Regions from separate parts of the Mus musculus genome. Here regions 1 and 3 are each linked to region 2. The links are chromatin contacts, called in public HiChIP or PLAC-seq and capture Hi-C maps. All regions are on one chromosome and are shown on one strand. Each heading gives the region's core, a stretch centred on a gene start, on an enhancer-like site or on the middle of the called end of the contact. The rest is flanking DNA. Distances are from core to core; before and after follow the strand shown. Region 1 has its middle 14 kb from the start of 4930445E18Rik. Region 2 overlaps Myo10 (myosin X). Region 3 overlaps Basp1 (brain abundant, membrane attached signal protein 1).

The links. HiChIP or PLAC-seq counts read pairs in DNA pulled down with a chosen protein or histone mark. Capture Hi-C pulls out chosen DNA fragments and counts their contacts.
Region 1: an H3K27ac HiChIP or PLAC-seq map of embryonic stem cells shows a contact between it and region 2, with 2.7 times the contacts expected there. The contact joins two enhancer-like sites. A contact is called at or near these places in 1 of 484 Hi-C or Micro-C datasets (cerebellum) and 3 of 115 datasets of contacts at active chromatin or transcription factors (astrocytes and embryonic stem cells).
Region 3: a capture Hi-C map of embryonic stem cells shows a contact between it and region 2, with 2.2 times the contacts expected there. The contact joins two enhancer-like sites. A contact is called at or near these places in 2 of 484 Hi-C or Micro-C datasets (cortical neurons and embryonic fibroblasts), 1 of 115 datasets of contacts at active chromatin or transcription factors (stem cell-derived neural progenitor cells) and 1 of 9 other capture datasets (embryonic stem cells).

What each region holds. Positions count from the first base shown.
Region 1 is chr15:25,303,807-25,308,041 of GRCm38.p6, reverse strand. No RefSeq gene overlaps it. Among named protein-coding and RNA genes, the nearest start is that of 4930445E18Rik, 14 kb to the right of the region's middle. Within about 2 kb of position 2,036, at least 5 of the 459 cell types and tissues checked have an H3K27ac peak or open chromatin away from gene starts, as enhancers often do. A contact at or near this core is called in embryonic stem cells, where this site is marked.
Region 2 is chr15:25,721,977-25,726,386 of GRCm38.p6, reverse strand. Myo10 (myosin X) reads right to left here. Exons shown (of 41, transcript NM_019472.2): 5 at 4,083-4,217; 6 at 2,379-2,503; 7 at 1,302-1,315; 8 at 1,107-1,191. Among named protein-coding and RNA genes, the nearest start is that of Myo10, 100 kb to the right of the region's middle. Within about 2 kb of position 1,681, at least 27 of the 459 cell types and tissues checked have an H3K27ac peak or open chromatin away from gene starts, as enhancers often do. A contact at or near this core is called in embryonic stem cells, where this site is marked.
Region 3 is chr15:25,370,590-25,375,140 of GRCm38.p6, reverse strand. The region is part of intron 1 of Basp1 (brain abundant, membrane attached signal protein 1); the gene reads left to right. Among named protein-coding and RNA genes, the nearest start is that of Gm36555, 41 kb to the right of the region's middle. Within about 2 kb of position 1,905, at least 13 of the 459 cell types and tissues checked have an H3K27ac peak or open chromatin away from gene starts, as enhancers often do. A contact at or near this core is called in embryonic stem cells, where this site is marked.

The sequences.
Region 1 (4,235 bases), core at 787-3,286, 420 kb after region 2:
AAAATTGATTGTTACTTCCTGTTATATTTGTTGTTAGAGGTAGAATTATGTTTATATGGCTATCTTCTTTTAGATTTAATGAAAGATTACTTTCTTGCTTTTTCTAGGGTGTAGTTTCCCTCCTTGTGTTGGTGTTTTCTGTATATTATTCTTTGTAGGGCTGGGTTTGTGGAAAACTATTGTGTAAATTTGGTTTTGTCATGGTATATCTTAGTTTCTTTGTCTATGGTAATTGAGAGTTTTGTTGGGTATAGAAATCTGGGCTGGCATTTATGTTCTCTTAGGGTCTGTATGACATCTGCTCAGGATCTTCTAGCTTTCATAGTCTTTGGTGTAATGCTGATAGGTCTGCCTTTATATGTTACTTGACCTTTTTCCCTTACTGCTTTTAATATTCTTTCTTTGTTTTGATTATTATGTGACAGGAGGAATTTCTCTTCTGGTCCAGTCTATTTGGAGTTCTGTAGGTTTCTTGTATGTTCATGGGCATCTCTTTATGTTAGAAAAGTTTTCTTCTATAATATTGTTGAAGATATTTACTCGCCCTTTAAGTTGGGAATCTTCACTCTCTTCTATTATCATTAGGTTTTGTTTTTTCAATGTGTCCTGGATTTGCTGGATGTTTTGGATTAGGAGCTTTTTGATTTTTTGCATTTTCTTTGACTGTTGTGTCAATGTTTTCTATGGTATCTTCTGCACCTGAGAGTCTCTCTTCTACCTCTTGTATGCTGTTGGTGATGCTTGCATCTATATCTCCTGATCTCTTTTCTGGATTTTTTAACTTCAAAGTTGTCTCTGTTTGTGACTTCTTTATTGTTTCTATTTATATTTTTCGATTTTGGATGGTTTTGTTCATTTCTTTCGCCTGTTTCATTGTGTTTTCCTGTAATCCTTTGAAAGATTTTTGTGTTTCCTCTTTAAGAGTGCTACCTGTTTACCTGTGTTCTCCTGAATTTCTTTTCTTTTCTTTTCTTTTCTTTTCTTTTCTTTTCTTTTCTTTTCTTTTCTTCTCTTCTCTTCTCTTTTCTTTTCTTTTCTTTTCTTTTTTTCCTCTTTCTTTCTTTCTTTCTTTCTTTCTTTCTTTCTTTCTTTCTTTCTTTCTTCCTTCCTTCCTCCCTCCCTCCCTCCCTCCCTCCCTCCCTCCCTCCCTCCCTCTTTCTTTCTTTCTTTCTTTCTTTCTTTCTTTCTTTCCTTCTTTCTTTCTTAATTTTTTGAGACAGGGTTTCTCTGTGTAGCCCTGGCTGTTCTGGAACTCACTTTGCAAACCAGGCTGGCCTCACACTCAGAAATCTGCCTGCCTCTGCCTCCCAAGTGCTGGGATTAAAGGCGTGTGCCACAACTGCCCAGCTTCTCCTGTATTTCTTTAAGGGAGTCATTTATGTCCTTTTAAAAGTCCTCTGTCATCGTCATGAGAAGTGATTTTAGATCTGAGTCTTGCTTTTCTGGTGTGATGGTATATCCAGGACTTGTTATGGTCAGAGAATTGGATTCTGATGACGCCAAGTAACCTTGGTTTCTGTTGCTTTTGTTCTTATACTTGCCTCCCACCATCTGACTATCTCTTGTGCTACCTGCTCTCGATATCTGACTGGAGCCGGTTCTTCCTGTAATCCTGGTTGTGTCAGAACTCCTCATAGTCCAGTTGTCTCTGTGATCCTCTGATTCGGAGATCCTGTGATCCTGAGATTTTGGTTATGTCAGAATTCCTGGGAGTCAGGCTGCCTCTGGGACCCTGAGATCCTGTTGTGACCAAGCTCCTGGGATCCTGGATCCTGGGATCCTGACTGTGTTAGAATGCCTGGGACTTGAGCCTCCACTGGGTGCTGTTGGGACTGGCTGCAGAATTTGTGCCCAAGGTAAGCTGGCACAGACCAGAAGGAACCCAAGCCACTGGTCAGGCAGGGTTCCTGCATCCCTGGATCCTGCTGGTCACAATTATTCCTGGTGGTGTTGGAACAGCTGTTCTCCTATTCATCCCTGATCCTAAGATCCTGGGCTTGCTAGAGCACCTGGGAGCGGGGGATTCTCTGGGTGCTGTGGGACTGACTGCAGAGTTTGTGCTGAAGGTCAACAGGCACAGACAGGAAGGCCCCACCCAACTATCTTATTGTCTGTGTTTATGCTTTCTGTCTCTCCCTAAGAGTCAAGGGGTTAAAGTCACAGGATGCTGATTTATGGGATGGTCCAGAGGAAACCTAGAATAAATAGCTGAATTGATAGGTAAATAAGAATCTGGGCTTTTGGTTTGTATGTGATGAGCTAGCAAAAAGCTATAGCAGTTCTGTTTTAGAATTTTTTTCTATTGAGACCTGAGTTATCTAGAGATTTCTGGAGAGCACACACAGCTCTTTAAGAATCTTTTCTAGGGGCTGGAGGGATGGCTCAGCAGTTAAGAACACTCACTGATTGTTCTTCCAGAGGTCCTGAGTTCAATTCCCATCAACCATATGGTGGCTCACAACAGTCTGTAATGGGATCTGATGCCCTTGTCTGGAGTGTCTGAAGACAGCTACAGTGTACTCATACCTAAAATAAATAAAGTTTTTAAAAATATGTTTTTTTCTGATAGGAGTTCTCATTTTATTTGGAAAATCTATGGAGAGTGAACACAGCCCTTCTAGAAAATTTCATTGCTCTTCTAGAAGTTTTATAATAGAATTTCTAACAGAAATCCCAGTAATTACATAGAGAGGTAACACAGCTCTTTTAGACGGTTTTCTAGTGGCTATCCAGAAAAGGCTGTCTGGAGAGCATAAAGTTCTCTTAGAATTCTTTTGGCTTTCTGATTTTGATCGGGAAACCCAAGAGTTACTTTTAGAACGTTACTAACAGGATTTCTGACTTCATCAGAAGACTTGAGATTTTTTTTTTTTTGCATATTTTGTAAATTTGGTCAGAGAACCCATGAACTATCCAGGGAGCTTTTAGGATTCTTACTAGCAGAGAGAGGGGTCTCAAGCAGAAAGCTAGCTCTCTCAACTAGAGAGTATTTTAGAATAGCAAGAAAAAACTGTCTAGAGCAGAGCAGAACACACACACACACACACACACACACACCTTCTCAGAATCCCTCTTCAAGCCAATGCTGGTCCTTGGCATACAAATGCAAAGTTTTCTATGTTTTGTTATAATGCAAATGATTGCAATGTTTATAGCATACTAACCATCTTGCTCTTAAGAGAAAATAAATCTTAAATTTCAAATGGCTGACTGGTCATGTACTTGGGGAGTAAGTTCTGCTTTGGCATTAGAGGCCACCCTTTATCTCTTCAGTTCACAATGCAGTCACTGAAACAACACCATCCCTCTTTATCGTAGGTAAACACAAGAATAAGTTATTTTTTAATTGAAAACAGATTCTCTTTCTATACAATATATCTCTACTTTCCAGTGTTACTCTGCCCTCATCCAATTCCTCCCTCCACCTCCTCTTAGAAAAAGAGCAAGACTTCAAAAGTCAATAGCCAAAAAAGTCAAAACAGGATACAATAAGACAAGGCAAGAATATGTTTTTTCTTTTTCTTTTTTTTCCCAGAGCTGAGGACTGAATCCAGGGCCTTGCCCTCGCTAGGCAAGTGCTCTACCACTGAGCTAAATCCCCAACCCCAAGAATATTTTTTTCTAAGGATAGAAAATTGTTTCAATGTTGGCATTTAGGGTTTCCTGCAAATTCGCATACCAGGTGAACAATGGAAGTAGACTTCATTATAGCTCTTTTTAATCCAGTAAAAAGGTTCACTGGTCAAGGAATTGTTATTTTCTAATAAGAAGTACAAGGTACTTTAGCATCTCAGGACCATGCTCATTGGAAAAGAGTTAAGGTTGGAGCTCTGTATTTTGGCCTTGAAAACTTTCACGGCAGTAGACAACAGGACCCTTGTTTTCCATCTGCACACTGGAGACACTATGGACACGAATGAGCAGCTACCTGGCAGGCCAAGAACTCCTCATTTCCTCCCAGCAAATGCTGAGGGCTGATGCTAAGAACTAAAAGAGCAGGCCGGTATTGGAGTGACGAAAGAGGATAGGTCCTGGGTGTACCTGTCAAGCTGATGCTGTACCCTTAGAAGTCTCTTATGCTTACTTATTAGAGTCCCACGACAGCAGTTCTCCGATCTACTTCAAATTGCCACCACAAACAACCTAAACCCATAGACTAATTGCTACATATTCCAAGGGTCAGCTATCCAACCCGGTCTCTGGAATAATAAAAGTCAAAGTGATAGCAGGATTGC
Region 2 (4,410 bases), core at 432-2,931:
GCCCGGCTGGTATAGCTGACAAAATTCAGAAGACATCACTGTAATTTACCTGAGTACACTGAAGACTCTATTCTGGTTTTAATAACTAGAGCACACACCCAAGTCTATATCCCAAATGACCACACACTAAGATGCTGGTAGAGCTACTTTTTAGAAATCCCAGGGAAATAAAAACTTCATTAAAGTAAGCAGAACCATAGAGAACCCATTAACGAGACTCTTGCTTTATTGTTTTCTTCTAAAAGCCAAGCATTTCGGTTAGGGATGGTTAAGTGGGAGGGCTCGCTTAGGACACAGAAGCTCTCAGGCTATCCTCTAGTAGGACAATAAAGGAAAATAAGCACACACTTAGAAATGACTGTCACCTAGGTGTGTTTTAAAAGTATAACCTTTGCCTAGGGAGATGGCTCAGTGGTTAAGAGTACTGGCTGCTCTTCCCTAGGACGTGAGTTCAATTCCCAGCAACCACGTGGCGGCTCCCAACCCTCTGCAGCTGCCGTTCCAAGGAATCTGAGTCCCTCAAACACCAGTGCACATGAAGCAAAAATAAATGATTAAAAGAATATATCATATGGGGTAGTGAGTTTGTAACGCCAGGCTCGCTGGCCAACCAGCACAGACTCAATGGCAAGGTCCAGGTTCAGTGAGAGATCCTGGCTCCAAAGGTAATGCAGAGAGCAATGGGGGTGCCTCTGACATCACCTTCTGGCCTCTATGCACAAACATGGGAACTCACTAGTTTACATGCGTGCATACAAAAATACAGACACATGTGTATGTACAGAGAAAACACAGATAAACATGTGCACACACACACACAGAAATAAAGCTGCTTGCATTACATTATATATGTCTCACAAATATCCGTTACATTCAAAGTGTACTAAGATTACAAATAGTTTGAGGTTTCTCTGCTGCTAGTTTTTCCCCTGTGCTGGGGTGATCCTCAGATGACCTCAGCCGGCATCTCTGGTACACCCGCTGCACTCACACATTTTACTGCAACTGGTGGACATCACGGACTGCTGAGGTGCCATCTACAGTGTGTTTTGAGCAGGAGACAAGCTGCCACCCCCCTGTCTCTGCTGAACCTGTTCGTCACTCACCTCGCTCTCCCTGGTCCAGCCCTGCCAGCAGTGCATAGAATATGTGATAATTCCTCTCCCCGGGATTCTGCCTCACTACTCGGTTCTGTGAGGAGAAACCAAATTTATATATATATATATAAATGTTTTTATCACTTAATACAAAACAATCTCTGAAAACTGTCATTATAGGAAAACTGAGCCATGAGTACTTACTTTTTCTAATAAATCTTCATTCGAGAAGTAATGGAAGGTCAAGGAAGAAAACAGATACTGGTGGCATGGAGGTGGGGGTGGGGAGCAGTGTGCTGGCCTGGTTGCTTGAGTTGTGGCTCACTCATCTGTCTGCGTTGCTGCTACTGGTGCCAAATGACACCAAACAAGCAAAGCCCACGTCACCTAAACCCAGGCCCAATGTCATGGTGCCCAACTGAACACTAGTGCTTGGTTCTAGTGCTGCTCCAGGGCAGACATGGCTTAAATGTAGCCCCAAGGGGCCATGTGGAAGAGCCCTCACACAAGGTGAGGCCCAAGAGAAGGTGGCTAGGTCACTGTTACTATAGTTATGCTAATGCTGATCTTACAAGCATGTCAGTTTCTTGAGACAGTCAAGGGTGGAGTCCGCCCAGTCAGGTTCTCTCTTCCTCTAACTTCTTGGCATGTGACCTCTCAGGCATGCCCCCGCCGGCCATCTAGGACGCTAACCACCATGCTACAACGGAGCAAGATGGCTTGTACCAGAGCCAGAATACTTGACTTATTAATATCTTAGCCTAAACGGTGACCTAAGATAAAGCTGCTTTAATCTTTATTTTTTTATTTGTTTGTTTGTTTATATTTCTGTGTATAGCCCTGGTTGTTCTTGCACTCACTTTGTAGACTAGGCTAGCCTCAAACACAGAGACCTGTCTGCCTCTGCCTCCCAAGTGCTGGGACTAAAGGTATGTATCACTACTTTCTGGTTTACGGCTATTTTTTTTTAAAAGGCAAAACTTGATAAATACTTTTTTTTTCCTATCAAGTATCCCGTCAGACATCACATTATAGCAACAGAAATCAGATAATAAGCGATGAATCTAGACTATGGGCATAATCTGAGACATTTCCAAAGGAAAAATGATCATTTACCTTGTAAAGTAACTAACAGGCCAGATGCAATGATATTAAAGAGAAAAGAACCCTTGAGCTAGAGAAACAAGTATTTCACGTTCTTTTGGGCCCCTTACAGTAAGAGAACAAAGTTCTCACTGTCAGGGCCAAATACAAAGCCAGCCATGAAACGAAACAGGATACAATCTACAATTCTTCCTCCCTGAATGTTTCCCTGCTGGCAGATGTTCAGCTGAACAAACTTCCCGAAGCGACTGGAGTTGTTGTTGTATACTGTCTTCGCATTGCCAAATGCTTCCATGATTGGGCTGTGGACAGAGGACAAGAGGGCATCACTCAGGGCCAACGCTAATACACACAAATGGAAGGAATCTGCAGCCCAGGGAGGGTCCAGCCTGACTCTGTTTATTTAAAGAAGAGTTGGCTTTTCTAAACACTTGCTGAGACGGGCTTCTCCTGAACATCCTCTAGAATGAGAGAGACTAAGAAGATGGTTAGCTATGCAGGGAGAGGAAGCTGCACAGCTAAGGGGACCACATGGCTCAGCTCTGACAAATGAACTTGGCTACAGCAGTGCCCGGGAGATGTACAGAAGAGACCCCCCCATCTAGGATCTGAAAAGCCCTGGATGCTGGGCCTTCCACATGTTTGCACCATGGCCTGGAGGTAATTTATTTAACATCTTCCAGATCTTCTCCAACTGTTAAACAGAGTCAGGATAGACCAAGGGTGTGACAGGCAGGGCCGTAAAGGGCCAGATGCTATTGTCAGCTTTCAGAGCATGCGGTCCCTGCTGAAACTACTCAGTGCTGCTTCTGTTGTCTAAAAGTTGCCAGAAACAGCACAAGCAAGCATGGCAGGGTCCCAAGGAAATTATTTATGAAGAACGCTGAAGGAGGCGGGTGAAGAACTCTGAAAATGGAGGGTGATGACCCTTGCTGAGCTACAGGCTGGAAGCAGGGCTAAAAACTAAAGGCATATATACTTAAGTGTAATTTGTGTGTGTGCAGGTGTATATGTGTGTGTGTGTACACAAGTGTATGCATGGTACTTTAGACCTTGAAAATGCTAAGCAAGCATTTTACCACTGAGCTGTATCTCCAACTGAAAACAAACCAAAACAAAACTGCAGGATATTATACTAGGCTGCAGTTTGCTGACCCCAGGTCAGCTCTCTGCATCCGGGGTCTGTAATGTCTCTCTCGGTACAACCTGACAAGGCGCTAATCAGACACCAAATGAGTCAGCAGATGATACTCAGCCACACAGCCTTCTGTCAGTTCATGTCAGGATCATGGCTGGGTACTGCTGATCTGTCCCAAGTGAGGCTGTGCAAATGCCCTGTGCTCACACTGACTGCGTTTCTCTGTCTGAATGCTACAGCAACTGGGTTAGTGTGTGTCTGAGAGCTTCCATCAGCAGCTGCAGTCAGTCTGCTTCTTAGAACCATGAAGTACTGCCTATAATGGCCCGACAGGGATGGGATGGGACAGAGGGAGGAAGGATGGATGGACCAGGAGATGCATCTGCCCAAGCAGGTGTTGCTGAAGGCTGCAGGAAGTGCTAAGTCCATGTCAAGACCGGTTCAATTTTGGGAGGGGCAGGAGGGGCAATGGTGGGGGGAGGGGAGACAAAGGCTCGCTATATCACCCTTCCTAGCATGGAACCCTCTAGGCCCACCTGGCCTTGAATTCACAGAGATTTGCCTGCCTCTGCCTCCCCTGTGCTGGGATGAAAGGTTCACAGCTGAGATCTCTTAATGAGATCCTAACAGGCAAGCCGGGAAGAGAAACAGACCGACTAATTTATAGCTATTCGGTTCCAGAAGGGAAGCCTGAAGCTTTTCGCCCTTTGGCCCGGGAGGGAGAAAGGTGATGCGCTCGCTACCTGCTTTGAAGGATGGCTTGCTCGACGCTGGATGTCTTCTCCTGCAGGCCCAGGTCCAAAGTCTGCTGGCTGATGACGGACAGGAACTTGAGGATCAGCTTGGTGCTTTCCGTTTTCCCAGCTCCGCTTTCCCCGCTGAAACACAAAACACACAAGGTTTGGTTTCTAAAGAAAGATGGAGTCTTGAAACAACTAGCTTTGCCAAAAGCACTACACTCCTTAAAACAAGTCACCATTGACAATGGGGAGAAGGGAGGTACAAATCCCTGTTGCCGGACCAGGAGGAGGGCTCTGTGGCTAAGGGTACCTGCCACCAAGCCCGATGACA
Region 3 (4,551 bases), core at 656-3,155, 350 kb after region 2:
TATTAACCTCCTATAATCCCCAGTTTTCTCATGGGAAGGAGGGGACTAGTAATAATTTCTTCCTTGTAGGATAGTATGTCAATGTACATAGAGATCAACCATTAAAATTATCTTAGGGAGACTAAGTCATGTATGTAAGTAATTTTGATGTTTCTACTTAGTCAATAAACATTCCTTGCTCTTTTGACCTCAATGGTCATCTCATTTTTCACTCTTATGGTGTTTATATGCATTGTCTCCCTAGGCTGTATCCATTCCCTTCTGCTTACTGTTCATCAGGTTTCAGACTCACGTGCTTCAAATAAAGCTCTGCCTCCACTCTTTATTTTATATATTTCTAAATGAATTTTGATCATACTGATTCCCCCAGGTTCCTCTTCATGCTGTTCTCTCTCTCTCTCTCTCTCTCTCTCTCTCTGTCTCTCTCTCTCTGTCTCTGTCTCTGTCTCCGTCTCCGTCTCTCTGTCTCATCCCTAGAGATATACTCTGAGTATGCTTCTGTAGGACTGGCCTGGGATGGGTGAGTTAGAACAGGGAGGTCACTCAAGATCCACTGTTCTTTCTTTGTGCTGGAAAAGCTTTCTGTGTTCTTGTACATTACTGAACTTTTGAAGACAAAATTCATCTTAGTCAACTGTTCAGAAAATTTGGGTCATAGGAGAGTGAGTGTATGCATTTGCATGTGGGGATATACCTTTTGCCTTTTTCTTTCTTCTACCCCTTCTTCCCTCCCTCCCTCCCTCCCTCCCTCCCTCCCTCCCTCCCTCCCTCTCTCCCTTTCGAATAATCCCTTCCAATATGTTTTCATAATACTGAGCCCATTTTATTGTAACAAGGGAAAATATTGTCTTAAAAAAATGCGTTCTCTCAGTTTTTACTCATGATATTTTAAAACTTTGCCTTGGGAACTTAAGCTGGGTTGACAACTCTTAATGCGGTTCTCTCTCCATGGAGAACATTGCCATCCCGAAATGGTAGTGATGTTAGAATTGCTGAATAAAAGCTTTGACTGAACCAGACAGTGACAAACAGTAAGTTTAATAATGGAGATTCTCATCAGGCATTGAAGAAACTTGACAGCAAATCACTGTGTGGGAACACGTACTGCTAAGAATCCCCCAGACACAAAGGCTACATTGTCTTTACCTCGTTTCTCTCTTTTGGAATAAAAAATTTGACCATTTAGAATAAAGGAACCAATCATTTCTTCCAAATGGAAATTAGTAGGCCTGACAAACCATTTTAGACACTTTCTCTATTTATACTTATAAAACCACCCTTTGCTTCTTTATTCTCTGTTAATTCTTTCTTTAAGGTAAGGGAGACTCCCTCTCAGCGTGTTTCAGCTTGTGTGTGTGTGTGGTTTGAAGTGTTTGTAAAAGAAATCCTTGTTGTGTGGCCTAGATTGTCCTTGAGTTTTCAATCCTCCTGCCTCAGCTGCTCCAGTGTAGGAATCATAGGTATGCATACACCAGCACCACACCCAGTCCCAACTAGCTTTGACAAATAGCTTAGATTCTTCCATTCCGAGTGGTTGTAAATCCAACTTGTGATAAATGTGTAAGCAGATGTAACTCACGAGCCCACTGTAACTTTATATTGATTTAAAAAATGTCAGTAGTTGGTTTTCTGGTATCTAAAACTGCTTAGCTTTGCAGCTCTAAGTTAATGGAATTGACAGTTTCTTGTCCCAGGATGTAGTTATCATACCGAAGTTATCATACCAAACTTTGTCAAGAAAGGAGAGTTGGTACCTAGCAGCCTTCCTTGGCAGACATATTTTCTACTGATTATAAGATAGAAACCCAATCAGAAGATTACTTCTGTGTGTGCCACATGATGATCTTGAAATCAACCCAGAAATAACGCTCTAGTCTCAGAACCGGCTGCTGCATATTCTCACTGGGTCTTCCTGCAGATATGGAGTCGTCTGCATAATAATGTTTGCTGTCACACTTAAGGACTCTATTCTGCTGATGCTAGTTAAAGTGGCTAACTAATCCAAATTTGCATTTTCAAAATAGGAACTTTGCAGTGTTTGGCAGCTGTTTTATGTAAGAAGTGCTTAGATGTTATTAGTGCAGAGAAAGAAGACACAAATGTAGATAGCCTGCGAAGTAACAGACATACCTAGTAGCCTTTGGGTCACATGGACGTTTTAAAGCCATTTTCTTGTCCTTGTGCTATTAGTGTGTGCTGGTTAGTGCACAGCAACGAGCTTTATTAAGTCACAAAGCTGTATTAACCCATGGCGTAGAATTAAGATAAAGCATGTTATGAGAAATAGAATTGGGCATATCATGGTGTGTGTTAGCTAATGCCCTGGATTTGCCTCCTAATGCACTTGGGCATCTCCTGAAGAAGGGCTGTGCTCCGATTGGGGCTTCTGTTCTTCAGTCACTCTAAAAACTATGATGTGGAAATAGGACCAAGGAACTCTGCTAAAATGAAAAGGGCATTGCTCATCCACATGCCTAGCATGCAAACACCAGAAGACATCCACGTGTAAGCGCTGTCGGTTTGCATGCTGTCAGGTTGGGGTCTGCTGGGTGACCCAAGTTAGTCCAAGGGCCTTCGAGGAAGCTTCACTGCATAGCGTTCTTTAGACCTTTTTCAAAGGGCTGACGGCTTGTTAAAGTGAATACCGCTCCCGTTCTGCTCCTCACTGCTGGATTTAACCCCTAGTTCTCCCACTCTCCCTCATCGACATGCCGACACACCACTGGATGTGTTTTCCATCAAAAATCAGAGAAACCACATGGGAACCACAGCTCCAGGAAACTCACAGTGTATCAGGAAACCACACAACAAGTTCCATGGTGGCTTCCATGTGGGTCAGATACTGTCCTAGGACATGGGGCTATGAAGTGTCACATGTTATAAGAATGTAGGTCTTTTGTTTGTAAAGCTGTGAAACTCTTGTATTTGTGTCTCTCTCTCTCTCTCTGTGTGTGTGTGTGTGTGAGAGAGAGAGAGAGAGAGAGAGAGAGAACGAGAGAACGTACCTGGTGTATGAGAGAACTTACCTGATGTATACACTCATTCCTGTGCAGATGTACAAACTCCTGTGCCTGCAAAGAGATCAGTGGAAGATGTCACTACTCCACCACTCCCCAGAAATCCTCCTGTTTCTCTCCCCGATGAGCAGGGATTACAGTCACATGTATAACCATTCTCAGCTTTCCAGGTGGGATCTGGGGATTTGAACTTAGGTCCTCGTGCTTGGTCAGCATGTACACTTAGCTGCTGAGCTAGGCCCTCAATCCTGTTGCATTTCTCTTGATGAAACCCAAAAAAAGGTCCAGATAATAGGCCTGCCATGCATTGTAGGGGGTTACTACTGGGAGAGGTTGAGGGACCTCATTGGAATGGATACAGTCACTGTTCTTTACTCCTGGAACTGGGTCACATTGTTTCCATTCACCAAAGCAATGTATCAATGGCCAAGGTGACTAGAAATGAAGGCAAGGCCCTGCTGGATCTCCTGGTTCCCAACACTGTGGCCTTTGCTTTTGTTAAAAATGAAGCCAAGGCTTCAACTCTCCGCTGCTGCATGCTTTTGCTCCTGTCTGTGACTTTAGTGTCTGTAAGGTATAAATATGAGAGTGGATTGCGTGCGGAGCAGAGCATCCTCCAAAGATGGCATCAGGAGGGTTAGAGGCTTGGCTTCTCTTAGAATGAGCAGCTCTTTGCCATTCTCTGGAAGACTTTCTCCCCTGTTGGCTTTCATGTGCAAATAAAGAAGCTGTGGCCTAACCATGCTTCAGGTCACTATGACTTTGCTCTTCTCCAAGCAAGGCCAGTAGCTTTAAAAGCCACAACTGCTCTTCTAGATCCTCTGCTTTTACAGGTCCAACAAAATCTTACAAAATGTTGTCCTTTCAAAACGTTTGAAAAAACATTTTTGTGTTAGGCACGGGCTTCTCCATCCCAGGCTGGCCTTGGATTCTAAACCCCGAGTGCTGCGATGATTGGCTTGTTACCACCTCACACAGCGGGTCCTGGAATATTCTGTACCACTTGAGTTGTGTTCTCAGCCCTAAAGTGCTGCCCCTTTCTGACTGTCAGTGGCTTTTCTACTTTAGTAAATATAGAAATAATAGCCTTTCATTAAAAAGAAAAAAAGTTCAGTGGATAAGAATTTCTTAGACAATTCCATCATTCCCGAGTCTATTAGAGAGGCCGTGGGTATTTAGAAATGAACTAAATATTTTTCCTGAGAAAATAATTCCCCAGGCTTCTGAGCTCAGTTAGAATCAAAATGTAAGACAGTGTCTTCCAAGGTCAAAGGTATTTTGTGTGTTAAGCCTTAGACCTATGGAAGGAATGAGAATGCTCTCAGAAAACGTTTATGCTGTAATCTTAGCATTCATTTCTTTGGAGGGATTTCTTTTTCTCTTCTCTTCATAGAATTCAAGATACTGTCAACCCCTTTCCCTGCCCCACCCAGAGAGAATCACCCTGGTTATATATGAGATGGTCGCCCTATGTTGCTTTGTGGTTCCTGGAGTCTGTGGTTAGGACCGGAAGAGCCATGAGATGCTCAGAGAA